Regions from separate parts of the Mus musculus genome. Here all the other regions are linked to region 1. Evidence: chromatin contacts called from public HiChIP or PLAC-seq data. All regions are on one chromosome and are shown on one strand. Each heading gives the region's core, a stretch centred on a gene start, on an enhancer-like site or on the middle of the called end of the contact. The rest is flanking DNA. Distances are from core to core; before and after follow the strand shown.

What was found. HiChIP or PLAC-seq counts read pairs in DNA pulled down with a chosen protein or histone mark.
Region 2: a contact with region 1 is called in an H3K27ac HiChIP or PLAC-seq map of embryonic stem cells, with 5 read pairs. The contact joins the promoter of Camkk1 here to the enhancer-like site in region 1. A contact is called at or near these places in 1 of 39 promoter capture datasets (the C10 cell line), 2 of 15 datasets of contacts at CTCF or cohesin (large pre-B cells and pro-B cells), 8 of 484 Hi-C or Micro-C datasets (B cells, the G1E-ER4 cell line, bone marrow-derived macrophages and 3 more), 8 of 115 datasets of contacts at active chromatin or transcription factors (the HPC-7 cell line, the SCID.adh cell line, bone marrow-derived macrophages and 2 more) and 3 of 9 other capture datasets (adipose tissue, liver and pancreatic islet).
Region 3: an H3K27ac HiChIP or PLAC-seq map of embryonic stem cells shows a contact between it and region 1, with 9 read pairs. The contact joins the promoter of P2rx1 here to the enhancer-like site in region 1. A contact is called at or near these places in 8 of 39 promoter capture datasets (the C10 cell line, the HPC-7 cell line, cranial neural crest and 4 more), 2 of 15 datasets of contacts at CTCF or cohesin (large pre-B cells and pro-B cells), 16 of 484 Hi-C or Micro-C datasets (B cells, the CH12 cell line, the G1E-ER4 cell line and 7 more), 12 of 115 datasets of contacts at active chromatin or transcription factors (CD8 T cells, the HPC-7 cell line, acute myeloid leukemia and 7 more) and 4 of 9 other capture datasets (adipose tissue, embryonic stem cells, liver and 1 more).

The regions. Positions count from the first base shown.
Region 1 is chr11:72,906,623-72,911,157 of GRCm38.p6, reverse strand. It overlaps Zzef1 (zinc finger, ZZ-type with EF hand domain 1), which reads right to left. Exons shown (of 55, transcript NM_001045536.2): 43 at 4,127-4,326; 44 at 2,645-2,764; 45 at 837-1,028. Among named protein-coding and RNA genes, the nearest start is that of Gm26121, 27 kb to the right of the region's middle. Within about 2 kb of position 2,562, at least 8 of the 459 cell types and tissues checked have an H3K27ac peak or open chromatin away from gene starts, as enhancers often do. A contact at or near this core is called in embryonic stem cells, where this site is marked.
Region 2 is chr11:73,016,385-73,020,919 of GRCm38.p6, reverse strand. It overlaps Camkk1 (calcium/calmodulin-dependent protein kinase kinase 1, alpha), which reads right to left and starts at 1,932. Exons shown (of 16, transcript NM_018883.3): 1 at 1,793-1,932. 4732414G09Rik (RIKEN cDNA 4732414G09 gene) reads left to right here and starts at 2,079. Exons shown (of 3, transcript NR_152202.1): 1 at 2,079-2,263; 2 at 4,407-4,472.
Region 3 is chr11:72,996,507-73,001,041 of GRCm38.p6, reverse strand. It overlaps P2rx1 (purinergic receptor P2X, ligand-gated ion channel, 1), which reads right to left and starts at 1,897. Exons shown (of 12, transcript NM_008771.3): 1 at 1,591-1,897. The coding sequence starts at 1,727.

The sequences.
Region 1 (4,535 bases), core at 1,313-3,812:
AGGCATGAAAGAAGGTGAAAGACAGCTGAGGACATGTTCTTTAAGACACAGACAATATACACTCCAAAGTGATGAAACACTATTTCAGGTTAGCCCAGGTTACAGCTGAAGAACAATATGGAGGTACTTTTTAAAAGCATATCAAATTTTGAGTACTAAGATATGAACTATAAAATGTGCAGTTCTATTTAAAGCCACTTTAGTGGCTAGAAAAATGGCTCAGTAGTTAAAAATACTTATTGTTCTTGCAGAGGACCTGGGTTTAGTTGCCAGCACCCACAAGGTGGCTCAGAACAACCTGTGACTCCAGTTTCAGGGGATTCACTGACCTTTTTGACCTGCTACAGGCTCCTACTTATATGTTGGACACGTAAAATCACACAGGCATACACCATGTACATAAAATGAGTTAATCTTAAAGCCACTACAATGATATAGCTCTACTATTGTTCTAGATCTTTTCTGTATACCATAGACTAAACAGGAAATGAATTTTCAGGGCATCAAATTGAGTAGTTAAAAAGTTTTAAAAGTTTATTTATGTGAATAGATGTTTTGTCTGTATGTTTGACTGTGTACCAATGTATAGCCTAGTAGTGCTCATGGAGGCCAGAAGAGGGTGTTAGGTCCTCTGGAATTGGAGTTAACAGACAATTGTGAGCTCCCATTTGGGTGCTGGGAATCCAACCTGGGTCTCCTAGAAGACCAACAAGTACTCAACCACTGAGCTACCTCTGCAGTCCTTAGAAATATTGAGGATGAAGCACAGCCCAAGCCAAAGAAAACCCATTCCTTTGATGCCCATGTCCTACCCACATGATGACCAATGAACATACCAAGAAGCATATTCTGGTGGGTTCATCCAAATTTTCAAGAGGGTCTAGCTTCTTCTGTTCTGCTTCGCCAGGGCTACTAACTGGCCGGTCCAGTTCTTCTTCTTGGTCTCCTCGTTCATCTAGCTCCAGGTCTCCATGTTCAGCCAGAGTGTTGATCTCCTTTTTTGACGAGTACAGCATGATGGACAGAATCTACACACAGTCAGTCAAGCAGAGCAGGGAGACGAGTGCTGAGTGAGTGAGAGGATGAGCTAGGTCTTCACTATATTAAGGGCATAGAGGTTTAAGATATCAGAGTACACATGGGTGTGAGTATGTGATCAGTAAAGGAGCAGGAAAGCATGCTCAATTGTACACATAACAGGAAATGCTAACAAAACTATGGAAGCCCTTGTGTTTATTAACTTTTCTTGATAGCCCAAATGGGTATTATTCTTTTCTAACTTGTTTTGGAGAAATGTAACTATTAAGTAATTTAAAATGATTATATTGGGGCTGGAGAGATGGCTCAGTAGTTAAGAGCACTGACTGCTCTTCTAGAGGTCCCAAGTTCAATCCCAGCAACCACATGGTGGTTCACAACCATCTGTAATGGGATCTGATGCTCTCTTCTGGAGTGTCTGAAGACAGCCACAGTGTACTCATAGACATAAAAAAATACTTCTTTAAAAAATGTTGCCGGGCATGGTGGCGCACGCCTTTAATCCCAGCACTCGGGAGGCAGAGGCAGGCGGATTTCTGAGTTCGAGGCCAGCCTGGTCTACAGAGTGAGTTCCAGGACAGCCAGGGCTATACAGAGAAACCCTGTCTCGAAAAACCAAAAAAAAAAAAAGTTTATATCCTTTTGACCTACTAACTTATCTTTTAGAAATGACAAAATACATGAAAAATGCTGTTTAAAATACAGCCAATGAAGCATTAATAATGGCAAAAACCTGCAAAGCACTTTCTAGTCTTATACATAGCCACTAAAAAGGGTGTTTATAGGAGCTGCAGATACAGCTCAGCAGTTAAGAAGAGCATTGGATGCTTTTCCAGAGGACTTGAGTTCACTTCCAAGAACCCACATGGCAGCTCACAACCATCTGTAACTGAAGTCCAGGGCAACTGATGTCCTCTTCTGGCATCTATGGGGCACCAGGCATTCAAGTGGTGCAGACATGTTTGCAGGCAAAACACCCATACATATAAAATAAAAATAAAATTTAAAAAAGGTTCTCTAAGATCCCGGTTACCTATTAATATGTTTTAGCATATGTCCCTTGGATGTAAGCGAACCCAGAGGTGATTCTTCAAATGCAGGCACCTGTGGAAGTGAGGGTGAGGGACACAGCACACCCTGGTAGCACAGCTTCCCTTATACTAGATGCTAGTACTTGACCTTGAAAGCCTCTGGGAACTTCAAGAATTCCACTAAGAAACATCTAAGGCCTCAGAGGAGTAACAATAAAGTGAAATTATAGACTGAAATCCTACATAAGGTAAACATGAGTGTGGCCGTATTACAAACTGATTTTAGCTCAAAGGAATTTTGGAGGGAAACAGTAATTCAAAAGCACATTTTACTATCATGCTATAATGGCCTATTATGTGTTTCTACAAAATACTCCTCCAAGGTTCTTTGAACAAACACCCAATTCATTTTCCTGGCAGGGGAGGACAGGTGTCAGGATCCCTGATTCAGGAAGGCAGAACCAAGGTTGGGTTTCAAAGCTGCCCAGAATTAGAATACACGGGATGGAACTGGTTGGAACAAGCTAGCTCTGCTTCTGGGCTCAGCTTTACAGGAAGCCCTCCCTCCTCATTACCTCTAGGTCTCGGAGGAGCCAGGTTTTACTGAAGCCGGTCCCTTTGCTGCACTTCTTCACCAGCAGCTTTAGCAGATCGGTCTGGAGGAAGGTGGCATGGGTCTCTTCAAAACCATGAGCCTGCCAAGCCAAGGGAGAGATTTGCAGCTGCTATAGAGTGATGGTTAAGGTTGGACAGAGCAACAGCCTTTCTCAGAGCCCAGTCTCAGCTGATGGCCCAACTCAGCTTCCAACAGAAATAAATGCTTGTCAGTAAGAAAGTACTCCACATCTTAACCATGAACCATTGCTCCTCATTCACTCCGTGTTTTTTCATTGAACAAACACTCTTGAAACCTATTTACTGTCACTTCCCCTCTCTTTACTTTCCCAAAACTCTTGAGGCTAAAATCCAAACCCTAATCATGGACAACTGAGTCTTATAAAGCTCCCTGCCTGCTTCTTTGGCTTCATCCCTTAGGCTGCACCGTCTTAAAGAGAGCATGGCCCTTCTTTCTAGCTCACCACTGAACACCCAGTTCCACTTGGTTCTTGGTGCTCAACAAATATCAACAGGCTGAGTGAGCACTCATGGCAGTGCACACCTTGGTCTTAGCATTTGGGAGTTCGAGGCGGGCAGAACTCTGAGTCTGAGGCCGGCCAGGCCACATTCTAAGTTCCAGTCCAGCCAAGCTACAGACTGACTACCTGTTTTTTTTTTTTTAACAAAACAAAACCAAAAACCAAACCAAAGCAAAACTGAATGATTTAAGACATTTAAGACCTCTGCTATCAGGGAGTTACTTTCTTCTTGTCTAGTAGAGTGGAAACTGAAACAGTATGGTAATACTGACAACTGCACCTCAGGGCTGCCCAGGGCTGGAAAGCCAAGCAGACAAGTCTCTGGTAGTGCCTGACTTCCCACAATGACCTCCCTACCAGAGCTACCACTGAACATTTCAGTGTCAAGGAGCAATAAAGTTCAGCTGGGATCCTTTCAAGGCCAACTCTGTAAGGAAGATGACCTTACAGTAAATGCAAATACATCTCCTGGAAAGAGCCTTCCTACCCTCCAGTCCACTAAGGATCCAAAAGGCATCATGGGTCACCCCAAAAGACATCTACCTCTAATCTAGCTATTTCCTCCCAGACCAATGGCCACACCTATCCATTGAAGCTCCATGGGATGCCAGCTCCCTTTATTCTTCCCAGCATTCCTATAATGACCTGAGGAGCTCCTGTTAGGTGGGAAGTCCAGTTTTCTTCTCCCCTGACAGGATTATATCTCCACGAAGCCAACTGTGGTTAAGTCCATGAAACAATATTAGAAAAACTGAGACTCAAACCACTGGGAAAGTTCTATTTCCTCCCTAAAGCAATCCTTGTGTAAGCATTTCTCAAAACAGCCATTGTTAACCGTTCATCTAGATCAGACGACATTTCCTCCTAATTAATCCCCTGCAGACAGGTAGCTTTGTGCAAATGGAAAAGGCTCACCATTACCTTTAGTGTTTTATATAAACCTTTGAGAGCCAGGGACAGGACCCAGGTTGCTTCCACTGCCTCGGGACAATGGCTATCCATGCTGGTTTGCAGAAGGTGACTAGCAATAAAGGCAAAGTGCTGGGAGTACTGGCTCAGCTGGGACTGAGAGGTGCCACACTCTTGTCCTCCTCCCTTCTGGACAAGCTGATAGTCCTTCACTGAAGCATCATGTCAAAAAGGAAAAGAAAGGCATAAAGGATCCTGTTAGTACCCCTTGCAGCTGCATTTCTCCACAGGCCTCACTAAAGCAAGGACTGCAGAAACAAGACCCGTAGCCTAGGTCCCCACTATATTTATGCCCAGTTTGCAGGTGATCATGGAGAAACCGAGGACAAGTCACAATGCAAAATTCTTATTACTATGCACA
Region 2 (4,535 bases), core at 683-3,182, 110 kb before region 1:
TGCTAACAGGAGGATTTCTAATATGTTCGGAGTTTGCCTCTAGTGTGGATCTGGGGAGTAGATAGACACACTGACTCCTGGTATGCAAATCCAGAGTCATGCATCCCTGCTACAACGATTCACTGGGTATCTGCAATATAAGAACGAGGAGGTAAACCAGTAGACCCCCAAAGACAAAGTCCCCACTCTCACCATTTGCTTTCCAGTAGAGTCATGAAGCAACAAATAAGAATGCTAGCAATAAATACATGATAGGTGCTGTGGGATGCCCTGGGAAGACAGCTACTACAACAAGACAGGGCAGGAGCAAGATGCTAGGGACACAATTGATGTAGCGCAGAGAGGGTTTGTACACAATGCAAGCTCTAAGCAGCTTTGGAAGGAGAAAGGCGGTACACAGTGTAGACACTTGGAGAACAGCAACTGGAGCCAGAGGGACTGGCCCATAGGTGCAAGTGCCATGAGGTGGGACAGTGCTTGCTCTGTATGAAGACCAGCACAGCAGATGTGGCTGCAGTGGAAAGTTCCTTAGTGGAGGTGTGCATCAGGAGAGAAGCTAAGGTCCACTTACACTGGCCTCGGGGGTGTTTTCCTGGCGGAGGCGACATTGTGACCACTAAGCAGGATTCCCAAGGGAGAAATGGGAGTTCACCCTGTGTCTAAAAGAGATCCCTTCCCAACGTGATAGCAATAGAGTGCTTCCCAACAGGCTTGGTTTAGGGTTTGTGAACAGAAACCAGAGGCCTCTAACACCAAAGGAGTCTTTAAGCAGGGAAGCAATTCACTTGGATAAGGTTTAAAATAAGCCCCAGTCCTGGTCTGAGGACTGGGCGTGGGGGACCAAGGAGCAGGTAGTAGGGTCTAGAACAGTCTGACCCACAGCGTATGTTGGATGGAAGAGGTAGAGATGCGCAGAAGACCCAGCCTCTTCCTTTTCCCTGGGATTTTCAAGGACACAGCTGTGCGCTTCTCTCACACCCTGAACCTGGCCAAGACAAAGAGAGGAGCTCACTGGGACACAGTCCTGGGACCCAAGGCATGTGACAGCTAGCTCTGCTCACTCTGTAACACCCTCAAGACAGACACACACCCCTTCCCTGACAGATGTAATCCTTGTCCTCGTGACCGGTGCTCACACACCACTCCATCCTGAAACGCACCCCTCAGGTACACAGGCACACTCTTGTGTCCACGTGACGCACGCACACCCGCCTCCAAACACCACACACAGCTCCCCGCGCACGTGTGCACCCTCGGAGCACCAATCCTGTACCCACCAGACCCAGAAACCACAGCGCCGCCTCCGCCACCCTCACTCAGTCAGGGGACGACTGCGCAGCAGCTGAAGTCGCTCGCTGCATCCGTCCCATTCATCACCCCGCCCCCAGCTCTCCACGGAAGACTCACGGGAGGGCTGTGGGAGAAGCGCTCTGCTGAGATCCACACGTGGGTGCACCCGTCCAGGCCCACTCCGAATAGACACGGCCTCCACCCAGAGCCGGGCCCAAGGCACCGCGCGCGCGGGGCTTCTATGCAGTCCCACAGACAGCAGCTGCGGAAGAAACGCAGGTGGTCGGGCACCCGCATAGCTGGCTTAGACAGATGCGGGCTCAGGGAACCATCCCGAGGACCTGGCCCTGCAGACACAGCGGGAATCTCTGCACACCAGATTCCGGCTGCCCACGTAGACCCGGCCTTGTAGACCACCCTTCTACAGCCCGTTGGCTGCACAGGGCGGCTCAGCCGTCCGCACCCCAGTTTCCAACTCCAAGTCCCGGCTGCTGACCCCTACCTAGGCACCTGGCGACAGTCTCTGCGGTGGGCACCAGGCTCGCTCCCGCTGTGCGCGCCCCGCCCTGCCCGCCTTGCCGGGCTAGGATCGCCCGGCTCAACCCGCTGGCGCCGCAGCTCCAGGCTGCGCTCGCTCCCCCCGCCCGCCGCCGCGCCGGCCCACGATCATTGGCTGTGCCGCGCAGCGCCCCGCAGAGATGTCCAATCAGAGTCCGGTCCTCCCGCCCAGGGGTAGAGGGGGCGGGTCTCGACGGGATCGGGAGGAGGTGGCTCGGGAGGGGCCCTGCGGATGGGCCCCGACGCGTCACGCCCCCGGCGCCCGCAGACAAGCAGGCTCGGGGAACCCGATGTCCCTCAGGCCACGTCGTGGGCCCCTCAGCCTGGCCTGAAGCGTACGATGCTTTTTTCGAGTCCTCAATCCGGTGTCCTAGTCTCTAGAGGCAAGAGCATCCCTCCTTCGGGATGAGGCCCGGTGCGTACCAAGGAGAGGCTAGGTAGAGGCCCTGGGAGAAGGGCCTGGAGTTGAGTGTTCTCCGGGGGGGTTGGGGGAGGGAAGGAGGAGGGAGATTCGTCAGAGTGCTGGGGTGGGGCGGCACTCAGGTTTGGAGAGGAGCAGGAGGTGACTGGCTGGGCTGAGGGAATGAAAAAGAGCCCTCCAGGACCAAGTGGCCTTGACTGTGGTTATGCCTGGGGACTGCCCTCACAGACTCCTGGTTCAATCCTGCTATTATTAGTCTATTGGAGATGCCCCACATCACTGCTTGCCTCAAACTCAGACCCATGTTGCTATCTCCAACCTGGTCTCACCTGTGTCTCTGTCTTAAACAGGAGTTAGAAACCAGGAGTTAGAAACCAGGAGTTACCTGTGTAGCAGGTTTTCTGACCCAACCGGGTGTAGCACAAGGATCTGCCATGTTGCCTCTTAAGATCCCTAAAGTCTCTCTCTCTCTCTCTCTCTCTCTCTCTCTCTCTCTCTCTCTCTCTCTCTCTCCCCACCATCTGCCCCTCCCTGAACTCGACCACCACGGTCATGCAGTATACCTCCACTTGATTAGTGCAGCAGCCCCACCCCTCACCCCAATCCAGTATCACTTCCCATTAACCTTTCTGGGACAACCAGAACAGGCACTAGGAACACCAGAGAGCTGCCTCTTAGGATCTTCCACTGCTTGCCACTAAGTCCCCTCAAGCCCTCCATAGCTCACCCCTCACCACTTGCCTGCCTAAACCCCACTTGTCTTTTGGCACTTAGTTCAATGCCTCTGCTGCTAGGAAGCCTTCCCCATGACCTTCTGGATACCTGGAATGCCCAGCAGCCCTTTCTCAGTGCTTTCCAGATCTCAGCACCTCTTCACCTGAGTCCTGTCTGGACTAAGAACTCTTGAGAGCAAGGGTCGAGATGAATTCGCCCAGCACAGCCTGACCTCCTGATGCATGCCCAGCATGTATTTGTTGAAATGAATAATTGGGTCCAGTAACTGGAGGATTGGATCTATAGGGCTGGAGTTCAGGAAAGAGCTGGGCTACAGAGACTCCTCCCCCCACCCCCAGTTTTGAAGATTGAATCCAGGGCTTCTTGCATTCTAAGCAAGGATGCTACTACTGAGCTATACCCCAATATTGAAGAGATGGTTTTGAGAGTCCTTGAGGATCCAGTCATAATTCTAATGGAAAGGCTCAAACAGATCAACTGAAGCAAGGCTGAGAGGATCAGATTAAGATCTAGGCAACAACAACAACAAATCTTACATATATATAAATCTTGAAAAACAGTTCTGGGCTGGTATGATGGCTCTGCTCCACAAAAGCCTTTGAGATGTGGCTCTCTCCACTCCCTGCACCAGGAAGCCCTGGAGATGGCCTTTGACCTCGTGATTCTGAATAGGGGCTGGAACTCCAGTTATCACGTATGCATTCCAGGTTTTGGAATGGAGAAAAATAATGAAGGGTCGATGCTAACTCTTTATTTTATGTGGGTGACTGTTTTGCCTACATGTATGCCTATATGTGCATCTGTGTGTGCTTACGGAGAGTTGTGAGCCACTGTGTGGGTGCTGGGAACTGAATCTGGCTCCCCTGTAAGAACAGCATGTGCTCTCAACCACTGAGCCATCTCTCTACCCCAACAGTAGCTCTTTTAAAGACAGCGCCACGGAACATTCCCTGTGCATCCCACTAACGTGAATTTTGTCACATAACCAGACCAGGTAGCAAGAGCAAGAACATGAAAAGGGGCCGGGCAGTGGTGGTGGATCCCTTTAATCCCAACACTCAGAGGCAGACGCAGGTAGATCTCCAAGTTCAAGGCCAGCCTGGACTATAGAGCGAGTTCCAGAACAGCCAAGGCTACACAGAGAAACGTATCTCGAAACAAAGCAAAGCAAAACAAAACAAAAAAAGGAAAGAAAGGGGAAAAAACCTACCACCACCACCAACAACAAATGCAACCTCCATCATAGGCAGCCAAAAGCCCAACCAAGGAGCAAGGATTATAGCACCAAGAAACCAAGAAGACCCTGTGTGTGTGTGTGTGTGTGTGTGTGTGTGAGTTCCAGAGACAATGTATATCAGGCACTGCCTTGGGCACTTCACATGTATTACCTCAACCCTAGCAGAGGTTGCCACCAGTACCCAGACACACCGAGGAGCCTTGGAGAGAAGCCACTTACCAAAGACACAGGGTGAGCCATATGAGAGCTGTAAGAGGCCTTCTTCCCCTACACTCCATGCCTGCCGGGAAACCA
Region 3 (4,535 bases), core at 648-3,147, 91 kb before region 1:
TTGAAACATTTGAAAATGATAGACCATTTCAGGCCAGAAGAAAGGAAAGAGGGATGGGGTAAGGTTCCTGTCACAGGAGGTATAGATCAGGGCTAAGGGGCAGTAGGGACAGTAGACTATCCCTTTTGTTCTGTCCCTGTGACAGTCAGACACTGCTCCTAGCCACAGTTCTGAAAATAAAGTAGAGAGCCCCTGGGGCCTGAGTAGGGACAACCATTTTGATCTCCCCAAGTGAGAAACAGGCTGGGCTTGAGTAGTGACTTCTCCTTCCTGAGGAACTAGCAAATAATTAATGGTGGACGTTTACGCCCCTCTTGTGCTCAGCAGGAGGCTACTGGTACCCATCAGAAAGTTTCCTGGAAACTTTGTAGGGAGTGGGAAATGAGGAGACAGAGCAAAGGTTCAGGGTTGATTTGCCTAGTGACCTAGAAATTCCAGGGCTCCTCTATGGGCCTTAGTCTTCCTCTTAAGCTTGACCAACTTGATTTGTGACCAAGACATAGCCTGAAATGCAGCTGAAGGATCCTGGCTTTGGCTGCACCTGACTAGCTCTGAATCTTAGGGCATCAGTGAGCAGAAGAAAGGCTACTCTAGGAACTAGATACTCCCAAGAGGCTAGTACCACATGAGTAACTCTTTGGGCTCTTAGTCCCAGTCCCCCCAAATGGGGATTTGCAGAGCCCTCAGAACCACACAACACAGGCAGGCAGGGGTACTGGGCGTTCTCAGGCTCCCATTAGGACCCAACCCTTTTACTGATCTCATAGCCTCTAGAGGCTCTTTTTAGTGTGACTGTAAGTAAGCATGATGCTCCTGACATGTGACACTTCTGGTACCCAGCTACCTCAGACCCAGGGCAGACAGAGACACAGCTGTAAGCTTGCGTAGCCAACCAGGTATATAAAACCACCGGTACATGGCTAAATATATAGGACATGGGCAGTCATAGAATACCATGTTAGCCCACACAACACACATGCAAACACAAGATCCTGCCTGGCCTGCTAGCCTTTGCATGGTTCCCAGGCTAGCCAGATAGCTGAAGGAGACCTGTGCTGCTCTGACCCTGTGCCAGGGAAGGAGATGTCACACTTGGGAATGGAGACTACTTCCTGCTCTGTGTCTCCATCAAGATGCTAAGTGTTCAGAATCCAATTGTCTTTTAGTCCCCCAGGGACCTGGATTTCCCAGGTTGTCCTTTGTTCTGACTGGAGAGACGGGAACAGAGCCTATGTTCTGGCGAGTAAAATGAGGCATTGCTTTGTTTCAGTTGCATGAGGAAAGTTGGAGGTGAAAAGGGCTCTTGCAGGGCGTGCCACTCACTCACTAGAAGGGGCCTTTTACAATGTCCTCAGGACCCACAATGGTGTTGCCCCTTGGTCACCATGCACCCAGAGTAGCGTGTCCTATCCTGCATTGGTGTCTCCATCTTGACAGTAGGTTAACAGGGCCTATTCCTTCTTAAGGCATGGAGGCTCACCAGGAGAGCTTTCCAGTGCTTGGAGAGATGAAGGGTACCCCAGAGCTCTGAGGATTGGCACATGTAGAAGACTGGTGCCCAAAGGTGTTGGGAGGGGGACTTAGACTCACCCAATGACGTAGACCAGAACCACCAACTGGATCAGACGGAAAATGACTCCCACCTTCTTGTTTCGTACCAGCACCATCCGGGGAGTGTCATACTCAAAGAAGAAGGCTGACAGCTCATCCTGCAGCCGCCGAGCCATGGTGGGCCAGAAGGGGCTCAGAGACAAGCCCCCCGCACGGCCTCTGTGGTCAAGGGCAGGCTAGCATCTGTGTCTACAGAGAGAGCAGTGGAGTGGCTGGAGGCTTCCCAGCCCCTTAAGAACAGAGCAGGCCAAGTGGGGCCAGAGTTGGAGGTTCGTTGGTGGGATCTGGGTTAGGAGGGAAAAACCCAGGGTGATCAGAGCAGCTTTTGACTGCTGGCAGGCAGTGGAGTACCGGCCAGTGGTGCCCCGTGAAATAAATTCCCAAAGATAGACAGAGGCGGAGCCAGTGAGGCCACCCAGGCCCAGCCCCACTACCCCTCAAGGCTCCGCCTGGGCCCTGCTGGGCCTCCGGAAACAGGAGCTGCTCTCCGGAAACCACCATGGCCACCAGCCACAGGGCCAGAGATAAAGCTACTGGCTACCCCCACTCCAGGAACCTGACAGGACAGAACTGAAGGGTCTCGCCAGGACAATCCCTCAACACTCTACCTCCATCCCCACCCCCACAGTCTCAGAGTAGACAGTTCAGTCCTGGGGACCTGCAGGAAGATGAACAGAACTGATGTCAAGTCCTGTAGCCTAGAGCTACCCTTGGACACTCCCTCTTCGTCAGTCCCTTCAAGTCCAAGCTTGGTCTATACCCATTAACTTCAGCCTCAGGCTGGCATCTCTATCTGCAACCTTGCTCTCCCTCTGTCTGACCTGCTTGACTGTACTCCTGACACCACTCCCATCCCATCCTTACCACCAGAACAGACAGGGAGGTAGACATCTAGACGAGACTAGGGTCACCTATCCCTAGGGAGTTCTGAGACCCAGCTTGGAAAGCCTGATATTAGGCAGTTGTGTCACTTGTTGAGGGCTTGGGGGCATTGTCTGGCTTTTCTAAGTCTGCTTCTTGTAAAGTGGGACAACATAACACTTTCCCCAGAGTGAAGAAGCCCTTGGGGGACGGTCCCAGAAACCTCCAGGACAGAGAACTAAAATACACTGTTGAATTAGGGTTCAGGTCCAATACAACCCTTGCCTTCCTCAATAGTAAAGCAGACCCTGAGCATAGGGTCCCAAGAACCTGATCAGGCTGGCTCACACTGTGCACCTAGGGTCAGAGGGAAGCATTCTCACCCTGGCCTACTAGAAGAACCAGCCTGAAGCACAGGTCTCCTTGGTAACCTTCACTGCTCTGCACCCCCGGCCAAGCCGACCCACGCTGAGTGCTGATAAGGAATCTTCTTCCTCATGAGCTACTAACAGGGAGCGAATGGCCCCTGGGCCTGGCACCGAACCCTTATGCAAACTGGGCTGCTTTCTGCATGTCCCCTCCCAGCACCCAGGACCAGCCCCAACCTCTTGAATAGAAAACACACACACACACACACACACACACACACACACACACTGACATTCCAGTAGGAACTCTCTCAACTGTCTGACGCCACTGAGCCAGGGTGGTGGGAACCACATCCTTCGCTTTTTTTTTCCTAAGGAGTCAGAGCTTCAGCAGGCTCTGTGACCTTACCCTGACCCCAAACAAAAGGGCATGTCCCTCTCCCAGCTGACTTCACGTGCAGCTGTTACAGCAGTAGGCCCAGAAATGAATTGTGTGTGATAGGAATGGGTGGGTGCTAAGACTGAGCCATCTCTGTGCCCGCCCCGACGATGCTTACGCCATATTCTAGAGAGGGACCTGCTCCAATTGAGGGAGAAGAGAAAGGATGGAGAGAAGAAAGGAAAAGGAAGGCAGTCATTGTCCAGTATGTTGCTTCATGCCACAGCCGCCCTCTCCCATACTCCTCTTCTTCTTCCCCCACTTCACCTCCTCCCTTCCTTTCTCTTTCTTTCTCCTTTTCTTCTTTCTCCCTATCCTCTTTCCTTTTATGTTTCCTCTTCCTCCTCCTGCTCTTTCCTCTTCTTCCCCCACTCACTCCATCCCCAAGAAGCCAGGTTTATAGCTTGTTAGATACACCCTCAGGCCTGTGTCTGGGCATCAGCCCTGTTCTCAGTCAGCATGGCAGAGAGGGCCACCTGAAGGTACTGAAAGACCCAAGGTGCCACCAAAGGCACAACTTTCTTTTCTTGATAATAACCCTGCAGAATCGAGCCAACCACATGAGACTATAGGGGTGGCTCAGCCGGTGCAAGCACAAGGAACTGAGTTTGGCTTCCCAACATTCATGGGGGCTCAGCAGCATACATCTGTAACCCAATGCTGGACTGGTAGAGATCAGCAGATCCCTGGAGGTCATGGGCCAGCCAAGCTCAAATGTGGTGCTCTAAGGTCAATGAAAACACCTGTTGCAAAAAAAAAAAAAAAAAAAAAAAAAAAAGATGGGGAGAGGAAGACATCTCATGTTGACCTGCAGCCTCCACACACACATACACACACACCCCTCCATATGCACACACTTCCAGATATTCGAGTAACACACACACACACACACACACACACACACACATCTCTTGCACTGGTTCACTCTTAAGGACAGACATCTTTTGGCCCTAGGCTTTGTTAGTACAGGTGGAGAGAACACATGTCAGAATTCTACACAATGGAGTTCACTGGCCTTTTCTTTACTATGGCCCTATAAAGTGGATGCTAGAATGCCCATTATACAGATGCAGAAACCAAGGCTCTGGAAGTTGAACACCTGGTCAAAGGTCATGGAACAAGAAGTTCTTGAGTTTGCTTGTGCATGGAAGAGAGGCTCCCCAAAGTCTAAGGGCTTGGCTCAGGTCCCACCCGAAGACTCCAACACTGGAGATCTGCCAAGCCTGCCTTATAAGCCCAAAGGCCGGGTGGCCAGC